Linked DNA regions of Mus musculus: region 1 is linked to region 2. The links are chromatin contacts, called in public HiChIP or PLAC-seq maps. All regions are on one chromosome and are shown on one strand. The core of a region is the stretch at or near the end of the contact, and the rest is flanking DNA. Distances in the headings are between cores, read along the strand shown. Region 1 overlaps Tmem200a (transmembrane protein 200A). Region 2 overlaps 4930401C15Rik (RIKEN cDNA 4930401C15 gene).

Region 1 (5,620 bases), core at 1,062-3,561, 220 kb before region 2:
TGTGAAGTTGACACAAAACTAGCCAGTGCATTGTCTTAATAGAGTAACAATTATTACATGTTAGGCAATGCATCTCAGTACATGTTGCCAGTCCCAGTTCAAGTGAAGAGACAAGAGAATGACCACAAGTTTGAGACTAGCAAGTTTCAGGCCAGCAAAGGCTACATAGTGAGATCCTGTGTCAGAAAAATCTAAGCAAGCAAGGTTTCCATACCGTGGTGCCCCTTCAAGTTACAAAGCAAAGGATGCCATAAGACAGCATGCATATTATATCCAAAATCATGTTCAGTGTGCAAAATCAAAGATCTTTAAAGTGTATTTTGTGAAGAAAATCAACCTTTTGGTTTGCAATCGTCAAGGAAAATGTTTTCTTATCAGTAGATTAAATGTTTATCTTTTAATCATATGTTTGCTGGAAGCGTCTATACATATAGTCAACTAACAGAAAATCTTCAATAATGTAAAGACCATAGCTATTACAACTAAGTTTCTCCAGATACTTATTTTTGTTTATATTTCAATTAACAGACTCTTATCCATCCAGTTACTAAGACCTTGGCATTTTCTTGACCACTTCCCCTATCTGATCACTCATATTTAATGTCAAGGTCTTCTTATTTTGTCTTCTAAGAAGTTCTGTGTTCTTTCCACTCTCTTTTCCCTCGTGACTACCTGCCTGACTCATTCCTCATGCCTGGATTACTGGAAGAGCTTAGGAATTTTCCTTTGAAGTGACCATCCTGGTGCCTCTCCATCCCATACAGGATTCCTTCTCCTCCTCCTCCTCCTCCTCCTCCTCCTCCTCCTCCTCCTCCTCCTCTTCCTTCTCCCCTTTACCCCTCCTCCTTCTCTCCCTTCCCCTCTTCTCCCCCTTCCCCCCTCCTTCCCCTCTTTCTCTCCCTCCCCCCCTCTTCTGTTTGGTTTTTTTGAGACATGGTTTCTCTGTGTAGCCTTGGCTGTCCTGGGAATGACTCTGTAGACTAGGCTGGCCTCAAACTCAGAGATCTGCTTCCCTATTGCCCAAGCTTTTGTCCCCACCGGCAAGAACACACTCAGAACAACTGGAATCTTCTGCAGCAAAGCTTTTATTGCTTACTTATCAGGAGGGAAGACCCCGAACCGGGAAAATGGCGCTGCTTATATAGCCCTCAGTGTGATGTTTCAGCACCTGATGTGGCGTGACAGCTCCTGATTCGTTGCTTGCCCATCACCCCATTACTACACTGCGAGATGGGCAGTGACTAGGCGCGAGTTCACTCTTGCACTTGCGCATAAGGCTTGTTTACTAGTTAGGTGCAGTGGAAGCCAGCGCCATCTTATAATGGCGATTGCTCATGGCATGGCTCTCCACACTTCCCTCTGACTCTCCTGACTGCCAGGATTAAAGGAGTGTACCACAAACACATATTCATTCTTTCTCTCTCTCTCTCTCTCTCTCTCTCTCTCTCTCTCTCTCTCTCTCACACACACACACACACACACACACACACACACACCTCAAATAGATATATTTCTAAAGCTGTTACCTCTATTTTGCTTGCTCTTCATTATCACATAGGATTGTAGTAGTTTCTTTCTTGTTGCTGTGATAAAATATTCTGACAGAAGCAACTTAGGGAACAAAGGTTTGTTCCAGCTCACACTTGAAGGATATATGAGTCTATCATGGCAGGGGGTGAAGGCACAAAGAGCTTGAAGTAGGTGGTCACGTTCCATCTACAGTGAAGAACAAAGAAGTGAGTGGAAAATGACGATTCAGTTCCTTCTCTCCATTACACAGATCAGGATCCCAGCCAGGGCATAGCTGCACTCATATGGGCAAATCTTCCCATCTCCGTTATTGCGATTATGAAAGATTTTAAGGAAATTCTAGATTCCAATACAGTAAGTAATACTAGCAACAGCAGCATCATTATTTGGTTATTCGTGTCTGGGACACAGTGTCTTAGAACCCTCCAATGAGAACTTACCAGTGAAGGGCAGCTGCAGACAGCAGCAGTGGTACTATTAACCCAGTGAGCTTAGTCTGCTTTCTCTCGACTCCTGTGGCCTTTATTTGCATGGATAGACAGACCAGCTTGATCCAGTGATAGGATTACAACCTTGCCCCCCCCCCTCTCTCTCTGTGTGTGTGTGTGTGTGTGTGTGTGTGTGTGTGTGTGTATGTACACGTGTGTGTGCAGATGAGTGCACATGCGCTGGGGCTGGAGACTTTCCCTTGTGCTTAGCCCATTCTCTATTTCTAAGGTCTACCTTAACACTAGTTCCTCTTCCTGAATACAAGCTCCTTCAGGAATCTTGGCTTTTCACCCAGTTCTTAGGGTAAGGCAGACATTCAAGTCATAGCTGATATTCAGAATCAAAACAAAGCAATATAACTCTGAGTCATGAAGAGAAAATTAAATTATTGTTTAATACTCTTTGAGGAGCCTGGAACAATGAATTCCATTGTGAATATTATATTTAGAAACATTTCCATTTATTCCAGATAACCAAAGAGGTTTTCTCCTAAAAAAGGTGAATATAAATTTATTATAATCCACACCCCGACACCTACCACCCTAGCTGAAGTTATTGATTCTACTAGTGGCTTATTACAGATCCTTTATGTTCAGGACAACTTTGAGAAACCCGTGAGGAAGAGAGGGCCAAGATCCCCACTTTACAAATCAATTCCTGAAGCCATAGGCCAGTTATCTCCTGAGAGTCACAGCTATTGAGGGTTAGGACAAGACCCTTAGTCAATTCAGAGTATTAGTGGTGGTTTGAGAAATCACCAGCATGGCATGGGTCCAGGCACATGCATGGATTCAGGCTCATATTCTACTTTTGGTCATATATTGAGCCACAATAGGTTTAACCTCTTTAAATGAGGAAGTCTCTAACCAAATTGTTTTATCACATAACAGTGTGGAAAGTGTAGAGTAAAGCCACAGAAGGGAATCTTTGTGGATCTATGAACTGCATTTCCTTTATTTCTTTAAGCCGCAGTATCAGACATTAATCCCAGTGACACCACCTGTCTTAATCAAACCTCGCTGCTATAACAAAATACACAGACTAAGTAATTTATAAACAACGGGAATGTATTTCTCACATTCTAGAGGCTAGGGAAACCAAGATGAAGATGTTGGGAGCCTTGCGAAGGTCCTCAGGCTGCAGAGAACAAAAGGCAGAAGGGACAACTGCTGTATGAAACATCTTTTGTAAGAATACCAACCCTACCCAAGAGCATGGTGTCCTAATGATAGCCATGGCCCCAAACTCACCTTCTTAAAATGATCACATTGACAGTTAAATTTTAACAAACATTTTGGGGACAAATATTCAGACCATAGAACTACCTCCCTATTTTACCAACTTCTTAATTTTTTTGTTTCTTTTCTTTACAAGTGGTACTAGAATACTACTATCCTCACTTGTATCAGTTAGAATTGGATACATGCAATAACAAGCAACCCCAGCTCTCAGTGATCTTAAATAACCCAAACTTTCTTACTCATTCATGACCATTTTGATTCAGCCAGTAGCTTATCTGTGCTATCCTAACACAAAAACCAGGGATGGGTGTCTTTTGGCTATGCAGTGTTCTTGGTCACCATGGCAGCAGGAAAAGGATGATGGAAATCATATATTTATTCTTGGAAGTATTTTCCAAGAAAGGTGATATCTCTTCCATAGGCTCACTGCCTACAGCAAACCAAGCTTCTCTGCCTGATTTCCCAGGTCTAGGAGACTATAATCAAATGATTGACCCATGGGCTAGAATAGACATAGCCAAAACAAGACAAACCACTGACTGACTAATAATTGATTAGTTATATATTCCCTTGTTAGTTGATTAGTTATATATTCTCTCGTTATATTCCTTATGTTAGTTTTAGTTAGTTGAGTTAGAAGATAATTTATGGGAGTCAGTTATCTCCACTGTGGGGATCTGGAGATTGAATTCAGGTCATCAAGATTGGTAAAAGAGGCCAGGCAGTGGTGGTACATGCCATTAATCCCAGCACTTGGGAGGTAGAGGCAGACAGATTTCTGAGTTCAAGGCCAGCCTGGTCTACAAAGTGAGTTCCAGGACATCCAGGGCTATACAGAGAAACCCTGTCTCAAAAACAAACAAACAAACAAACAAACAAACAAAAAGATTGGTAAAAGAATTTGAGTAGTCTGGCATTCTAACTAGCACCCCTGTTTTAGAATGCCACATTTCCTTCAAGATGTACATGTATATGTGTATAGGTATAGGTTTTATATATATATATATATATATATATATATATATATATATATATATATATATATATATATAACAGAGAGAGAGAGAGAGAGAGAGAGCAAGAAGCTCCCATAACTATTGGGCTATCTTATTAGCTTTTTTTTTTTCAAATTTAAATTCATTATTTTCTTTCCTTTAGGGAGAGGGATATGTGTTTGTGTGTGTATATATATATATGTGTGTGTGTTTGTGTGATCTATTTCTTTCTCCTATATGTAAATATATTTCTTTCTCTATTTTTTACTTTTTTATGTCCTTTTCAAGTTTTCTCTTTTTTATTAGATATTTTCTTCATTTACATTTCAAATGCTCTCCTGACAGTCCCCTATACCCTTCCCCCACCCTGCTCCCCAACCCACCCACTCCTGCTTCCTGGCCCTGGCATTCCCCTGTATTGGGGCATATGATCTTCGCAAGACCAAGGGCCTCTCCTCCCATTGACTAGGCCATCCTCTGCTACAAATGCAAATAGAGACACAGCTCTGGGGGTTACTGGTTAGTTCATACTGTTGTTGTTCCTGTAGGGCCACATCAAGTCATGGTGCAACAGATCACTTGTACACTTATGCCAATGTTGGTGTTAACAAAGCTGCATGTATACACTGTGAACAAAGCCTGATAGTGATGATATGTGACTGTGTTACCAATTCATTATGCTCTATTCTTACCATTTCAGAGTGTACCCCATCTTCTTGTAGATAAAGGCAGTGCATGTTTCTTTGTGTTGTGATGATAGTTGCCTCACACTTCTCAGTAATCTGCTACTGCTCGTCATGTATCCAGGAACTACAGAATCCTATATAATATATAACGTGTATATACCATATGCATGACTTTAGACTTTCTGCATGTATCAGGTACACATGTACTATATTCTGATTATGTGAGTAGGTCATGCTATCTACATATTGAAAATTATCCTTTCTCACTCACAGCTCCCATTCTCCACCACCATTCTACCTTCTGCAATAAATTCAATTCTTTTAGCCTATAATATATATATATGTATATATATATATATATATGTATATATATAAAAATGAGATTATGCAGTTTCTTCTTTCTATGTCATTTCACCTAACATAATGTCCCCATTTGCTTGTGAATGAAGGGCTTTCCTTTTATATTTTAGTGTGTGTGTGTGTGTGTGTGTGTGTGCATGTGTGTTTGGGTGTGTGGGTGTGTGGGTGTGTGGGGTGTTGAACTTTCTTCATTCTTCATCACTGGTACTTTAGTAGGTATTTAAATTGATTCCATAGCTTGACTATTGTGAATGATGGTGCAGGGAACACGGGAGTGACCTACCAACTTCATTTCCTCTGGATGTATTTTCAAGAGGTG
Region 2 (5,551 bases), core at 2,083-4,582:
GTGACAACCACTGAGAGGAGAGGTGAGTGCCCACAAGGACTGGTAGCAGACCCTGTTGCTGGAGATCAACATCTCTTCCCCACTTTGGGGCACTACACTTTTTCCACTAAGCTGCACAAGTATATAAGTTAATTGCTGCTCACAAAAATCACCACCTTTAATTGGAGAACCACTGCCCCAAAACAAACAAACAACCAAAACAACAACACCCTAGGATAACCTGCAAAGAGCAAAGTTTTCTTTTGGCTCACAGTTTTGGAGTTTCCAGTCCATAGTTAGATGGGCCCATTGCTTTGGGCCTCTGGTGGCTGTGACAGAGGAGAAGGGTATGGAACATGGGTAAAATGAACCGTTTACTTCATTGCCCGAAAGCAACCAAGAGATGACAGGACCCTGCCATCCCCTCTAAGAACACACCTCTCTCACTAGCCTCAGCCCAAGGTTCCATCACCTCCCATTTGCACCAAAGAAGATAAGGCCTTTAACACATGGATATCTGGGGGAGCATCAGAACCCAAACCACAGAGGCCCACAGAACTGTTAGTTATAATACATGTTAGCATTCTGCATCTCCTTCTTTCATACTGTACTAATGGTACCAAGACTGATTCCTGAACCCAAATCATGAACAATACTTAAAACACTAGTTCAAGACCCATCCTCAAACCAGCAGAACCAGGACACTAGGGGGTCTGATCCAGCCACCAGTTTGTCAAGTGATTCTGATGAATTATTCATCTTGGAAGCACCATCTGCACTCTGTGAATGAATTCCTAGTCTGTGTCCATCCCCAGATCCCCGAGGAGCAGGGAGGGAGCAGGAAGCTGTCACAGCCAAAGTATGTTCTAAAAACAGAAAGTTTCATTCCTTTGATATAACTAGTTCCCATTTCCTCTGCTTTGTTTCATAGTTAATCAAAATTGTCCTAGTCATCCAAAGTATTTGGTGTCTGCTGTTGCATAACAAATTCTGAAAACTTAGAAGTTTTTTTTTCTGAGTGTTAGGAGTCTGGGAAACTTGGCTGAGTAGTTCAGGCTCTGGCTCTCATCAAAATGTCAATGGAGGCACATCATCGCTTCTGGCATATTCAATTGGCCAAAGAGAATAACCCTTGTTCGGTTAGGGAAGGACCCATATGAGTGTGGGTGAAGCCAAGGAGTGGGGAATCAATGGGGACCATTTGGGGCTTGTTGTTGTGCTGAAATAGGAAACCTTATGATCTTTTCAACTGTTTTCCCCTCTGCCATATACAACCCATTGTAAGACTTCCCTACTGCGAGAATGCAGTGTTTCCCAAGCTTGTCTTCTTATAGTCCAAGTGAGGCAGCCCTGACCACCCTCTGTCCCACTCTTTTCTTCATGCCTGAGCTTCTTCAGATACTCCTTCCCACAGCTGAGTAACAAAGCTACAAATCAGACCCACTCAAAACACTCTCAACAGGTCTCTCTGTTAAGAGCAAAATGGAAATCCTTCCCATGGCATCAAAGTCCCCTGTCCCCCGAGTACCATTCATTATCCCGGATCACTTCTCACCCTAACTCTGCATCCTCCAACACAGCTACTGAGGGCACACCTCCCCAGGAATCTTCAGGCTCTGTTCCTCTTAGGACTCCTTTCAGATCTCCTATTCTTCTTTCTGTTCCAATGCCCAAACCAAATGCTGTTTCTTTCTAAGCACTTCAGTCAGAATATTTTGTTCCTTTTCCGATATTGAAGTAGTTGCAATTGTAGTTAGCTGTTTCTGGTATAATTTTTCACAATCAGAGTCTTGTCTCACCAGGTGATGTGTTTTAATCCTTATAATGTAAAACAATGTAATACCAGAGTTCATCGAAGCATATAATTCCAGCAAGCCTTTTCACATCAAGGAAATGATTCACCCTATTTTCAACAGTATAAAAGAAAGAACTAGGAAGAACTGCAACAGTCTCTTTTAGACACTCCTCCTACCAAGCCTCCAGTTGGAAACACTGCCTCTTGTACCATTGTTCTTCATAATGTTTTCCGTTTGAAAGGCTTTCCTCAGGACAGGTGATGACCTTTTGATGCAATACAGAGTACAAGGTGTGCAGGTGTGCATAGATGTGCAAGTCCTAGCTAGGGAAAAATGTCAACTTGGCTGAGTGGAAGCCTCACAGGTTATCATGAGAAGAGTACCCTGGGAGGTCTATCTGGGGGTTAGCCTCAGGTGAACAACTGTAGGCTATTTGGATGCATTGATGGGGGACATGATCAAAGCAAGTGTGGCAGACCAAATGAAAGAGAGTTTCTAGAGGACAGGGAAGACACGGCATATAGTTTAATTGTGATATAAGAACAAAGGGCTCACGTGACGCTCAGGTGAAGACTTTGTACCTGTGGATCTGAACAGATGTTCAGTAGTCAGCAAGAGAGACATCTGCGAGCTTTATCTTTTCACAACTTGGTGCTAGCATTAGTGCTGTGTTAGAAGCAGGACCACGGGGCCTCTCAGGAAATTACATTGACCTTTTAGGATAAATGAATAGGCTCAAAATTAGATTCTTACACCAACTGACTAAAGGAAAAAGCTATTAAACTGTCAGGCCAGAGCTCAGAGTGGTATTTTATGAATTAGCATGATTCATCTTTCCAGTGAAAGGATCTGACCGAGAGTCATTTCCGCTGCTTCTCAGGATCTTCTCAGGATCAGATACTGGGCGGAGAAGTAGAGCCAGAGTGATTCACGGTGGAGATCAGACTGGACATCTAAACACTAAGTGCATACTCCTGTCATCCGATTCACCCAGACAGCATGCAGTTTTCCTAAATCCACTTGGTCTTTCTGGTAAATATTTAAAATGTCACTTTATAGGTGAGTTTAGTGATTTAGATATACAGAATATAGTCACATATGAAAGAGAATGTAACCCTTTGCAGCTGGCATCCCTTGTGGTGGCCTGACACAGGAACATGGTTTGTGGAATTAAAGAAGTGTCATTCTTAGGTGGGAATATTACATTCAAGTACTGACTGAGAAACAGTCAGTGAAATATAATATAATCATAGAGAGCTTTTGTAAACATTAGTACTTGGACACTCTTAAAAGGGGCAAGGATTTTCCTAGGCCACAGACGTATACATTCATTCGTTTATACTATTGCCTGTTTTCTGTTTCCAAAGACAACCAGGAGTGTTGGAATGAGTATCCTAGAGAGTGGCTGATAAGATAACTGAGCTGCTCTAAAAGAGGACACCTCACACAGACCGGTGTGGTTCAGCTTACCCAGTTTCTCCACCAGAGTTCATTCCTAAGAAAACCTTCAAACCCCCAGCCTCCATGCCATGTCCCCTGGCCACAAGCCCAGCTGCCTGCCTTGTTGCACATTCACCCTCTGAGTCACTGACCTCTGGCCATACACAGGGCAGACATCAAGGTACCTGCAACAGCCCAAAGTTTCCCTTTCCAGTTCGAGGAACAGAGTATGAGCTGCTGGTCTTATAGCTGAGTCTCTCAGGTAGACTCTCAGAGTCCTGGCCCCGAGAGTGGAGGGGCAGAAGCCCCCATCAGTCTGTACAGTACACAAAGGCCTTTATTGAAAGCAGTTCCAGCTAAACACCCTCCTCTCCTTATAGGCTCTAGTCTTGGAAGCACAAACCGTAAACACCTGGCCACAAATCGTCTCAGCATCTGGTTCGAGAGAACCCAACTTAAGATAGAAGCCTTTCTTACATTGGGTCCATTTCCTATTTCTAGTCCATGCTCTGCTATGATCCACCACATTCTTCAGTCATCCGCATCTCCTTCATCCCCCAGTGTGTCTCACCTACCCCTTTTCCAACATGGAAGTCACTTTCCAAGGAATATCTCTTCTTTTTTTTTTTTAAATATTTTTTTTATTACGTATTTTCCTCAATTACATTTCCAACGCTATCCCAAAAGTCCCCCACACCCTCCCCCGCCCCCCACTTCCCTACCCACCCATTCCCATTTTTTGACCCTGGCGTTCCCCTGTACTGGGGCATATAAAGTTTGCCTGTCCAATGGGCCTCTCTTTCCAGTGATGGCCAACTAGGCCATCTTTTGATACATATGCAGCTAGAGTCAAGAGCTCCGGGGTACTGGTTAGTTCATAATGTTGCACCTACAGGGTTGCAGATCTCTTTAGCTCCTTGGATACTTTCTCTAGCTCCTCCATTGGGGGCCCTGTGATCCATCCAATCGTTGACTGTGAGCATCCACTTCTGTATTTGCTAGGCCCCGGCCTAGTTTCACAAGAGACAGCTATATCACGGTCCTTGCAACAAACACTTGCTAGTGTATGCAATGGTGTCATCGTTTGGAGGCTAATTATGGGAGGAGTTGGTTCTTTGAGAAAATCAACAAGATAGATAAACCCTTAGCCAGACTCACTAGAGGGCACAGGAGCAACATTCTAATTAACAAAATCAGAAATGAAAAGGGAGACATAACAACAGATCCTGAAGAAATCCAAAACACCATCAGATCCTTCTACAAAAGGCTATACTCAACAAAACTAGAAAACCTGGACGAAATGAACAAATTTCTAGACAGATACCAGGTACCAAAGTTAAATCAGGATCAAGTTAATGATCTAAACAGTCCCATATCCCCTAAAGAAATAGAAGCAGTCATTAATAGACTCCCAGCCAAAAAAAGCCCAGGACCAGATGGGTTTAATGCAGAGCTCTACCAGACCTGCAAAGAAGATCTAATTCCAGTTCTGCACAAACTATTCCACAAAATAGAAGTAGAGGGAACTCTACCCAACTCATTCTATGAAGCCACAATTACTCTGATACCTAAACCACAGAAAGATCCAACAAAGATAGAGAACTTCAGATCAATTTCCCTTATGAATATCGATGCAAGAATACTCAATAAAATTCTCGCTAACTGAATCCAAGAACACATTAAAGCAATCATCCATCCTGACCAAGTAAGTTTTATTCCAGGGATGCAGGGATGGTTTAATATATGAAAATCCATCAATGTAATCCATTATATAAACAAACTCAAAGACAAAAACCACATGATCATCTCGTTAGATGCAGAGTGTCTCTTCTTGAAGTGTGGTTTATTTCGGGTACAACTATCCCATGCTTTCATGGAAATAAGTTCCCTCCATCCAGAGGACTCCTGTATACAATAAATAAGACAGCCATGAATCTGTGTATGCGACCCACGTTCATTTTCTCTGCTCTGTCATGAGGTTACTCTTCTGTGCTCGATTCTCAACTCCACTGACATCCAGCGTGCAGCACCAACCCTAGCTCAGATTTAAAACTCAGAGTTTTGACTGATAATTGTTGGAGAACGAAAGACCTTTGTCATCAAAACCTTGAGTCATCTTCCTGACAACAAAAGTCCCCATTTTCTGGTGACCTCTCTTCACAATGAGGTTCAAACGCACATGGAATAAGCAATGGTCACTGTCATAACCAAGGTGGTTTGAGGGTTGTATAATAAATCTTTCCAAGGCTAATCGTACAAACATGCCACATTTGCAAACTGGTATTGGGGAAATACTTACCATGTCTGCACTGTGCTTTCCCTGGTGGGAGCTTCAA

The links. HiChIP or PLAC-seq counts read pairs in DNA pulled down with a chosen protein or histone mark.
Region 1: a contact with region 2 is called in an HNF4G HiChIP or PLAC-seq map of pancreatic cancer cells. The contact joins two enhancer-like sites. A contact is called at or near these places in 2 of 115 datasets of contacts at active chromatin or transcription factors (fibro-adipogenic progenitors and pancreatic cancer cells) and 1 of 9 other capture datasets (pancreatic islet).

Annotation. Positions count from the first base shown.
Region 1 is chr10:26,009,577-26,015,196 of GRCm38.p6, reverse strand. All of the region lies in intron 2 of Tmem200a (transmembrane protein 200A), which reads left to right. Among named protein-coding and RNA genes, the nearest start is that of Gm9767, 66 kb to the left of the region's middle. Within about 2 kb of position 2,311, at least 3 of the 459 cell types and tissues checked have an H3K27ac peak or open chromatin away from gene starts, as enhancers often do. A contact at or near this core is called in pancreatic cancer cells, where this site is marked.
Region 2 is chr10:25,785,957-25,791,507 of GRCm38.p6, reverse strand. It overlaps 4930401C15Rik (RIKEN cDNA 4930401C15 gene), which reads left to right. Exons shown (of 5, transcript NR_045349.1): 3 at 2,656-2,807. Among named protein-coding and RNA genes, the nearest start is that of 4930401C15Rik, 49 kb to the left of the region's middle. Within about 2 kb of position 3,332, at least 35 of the 459 cell types and tissues checked have an H3K27ac peak or open chromatin away from gene starts, as enhancers often do. A contact at or near this core is called in pancreatic cancer cells, where this site is marked.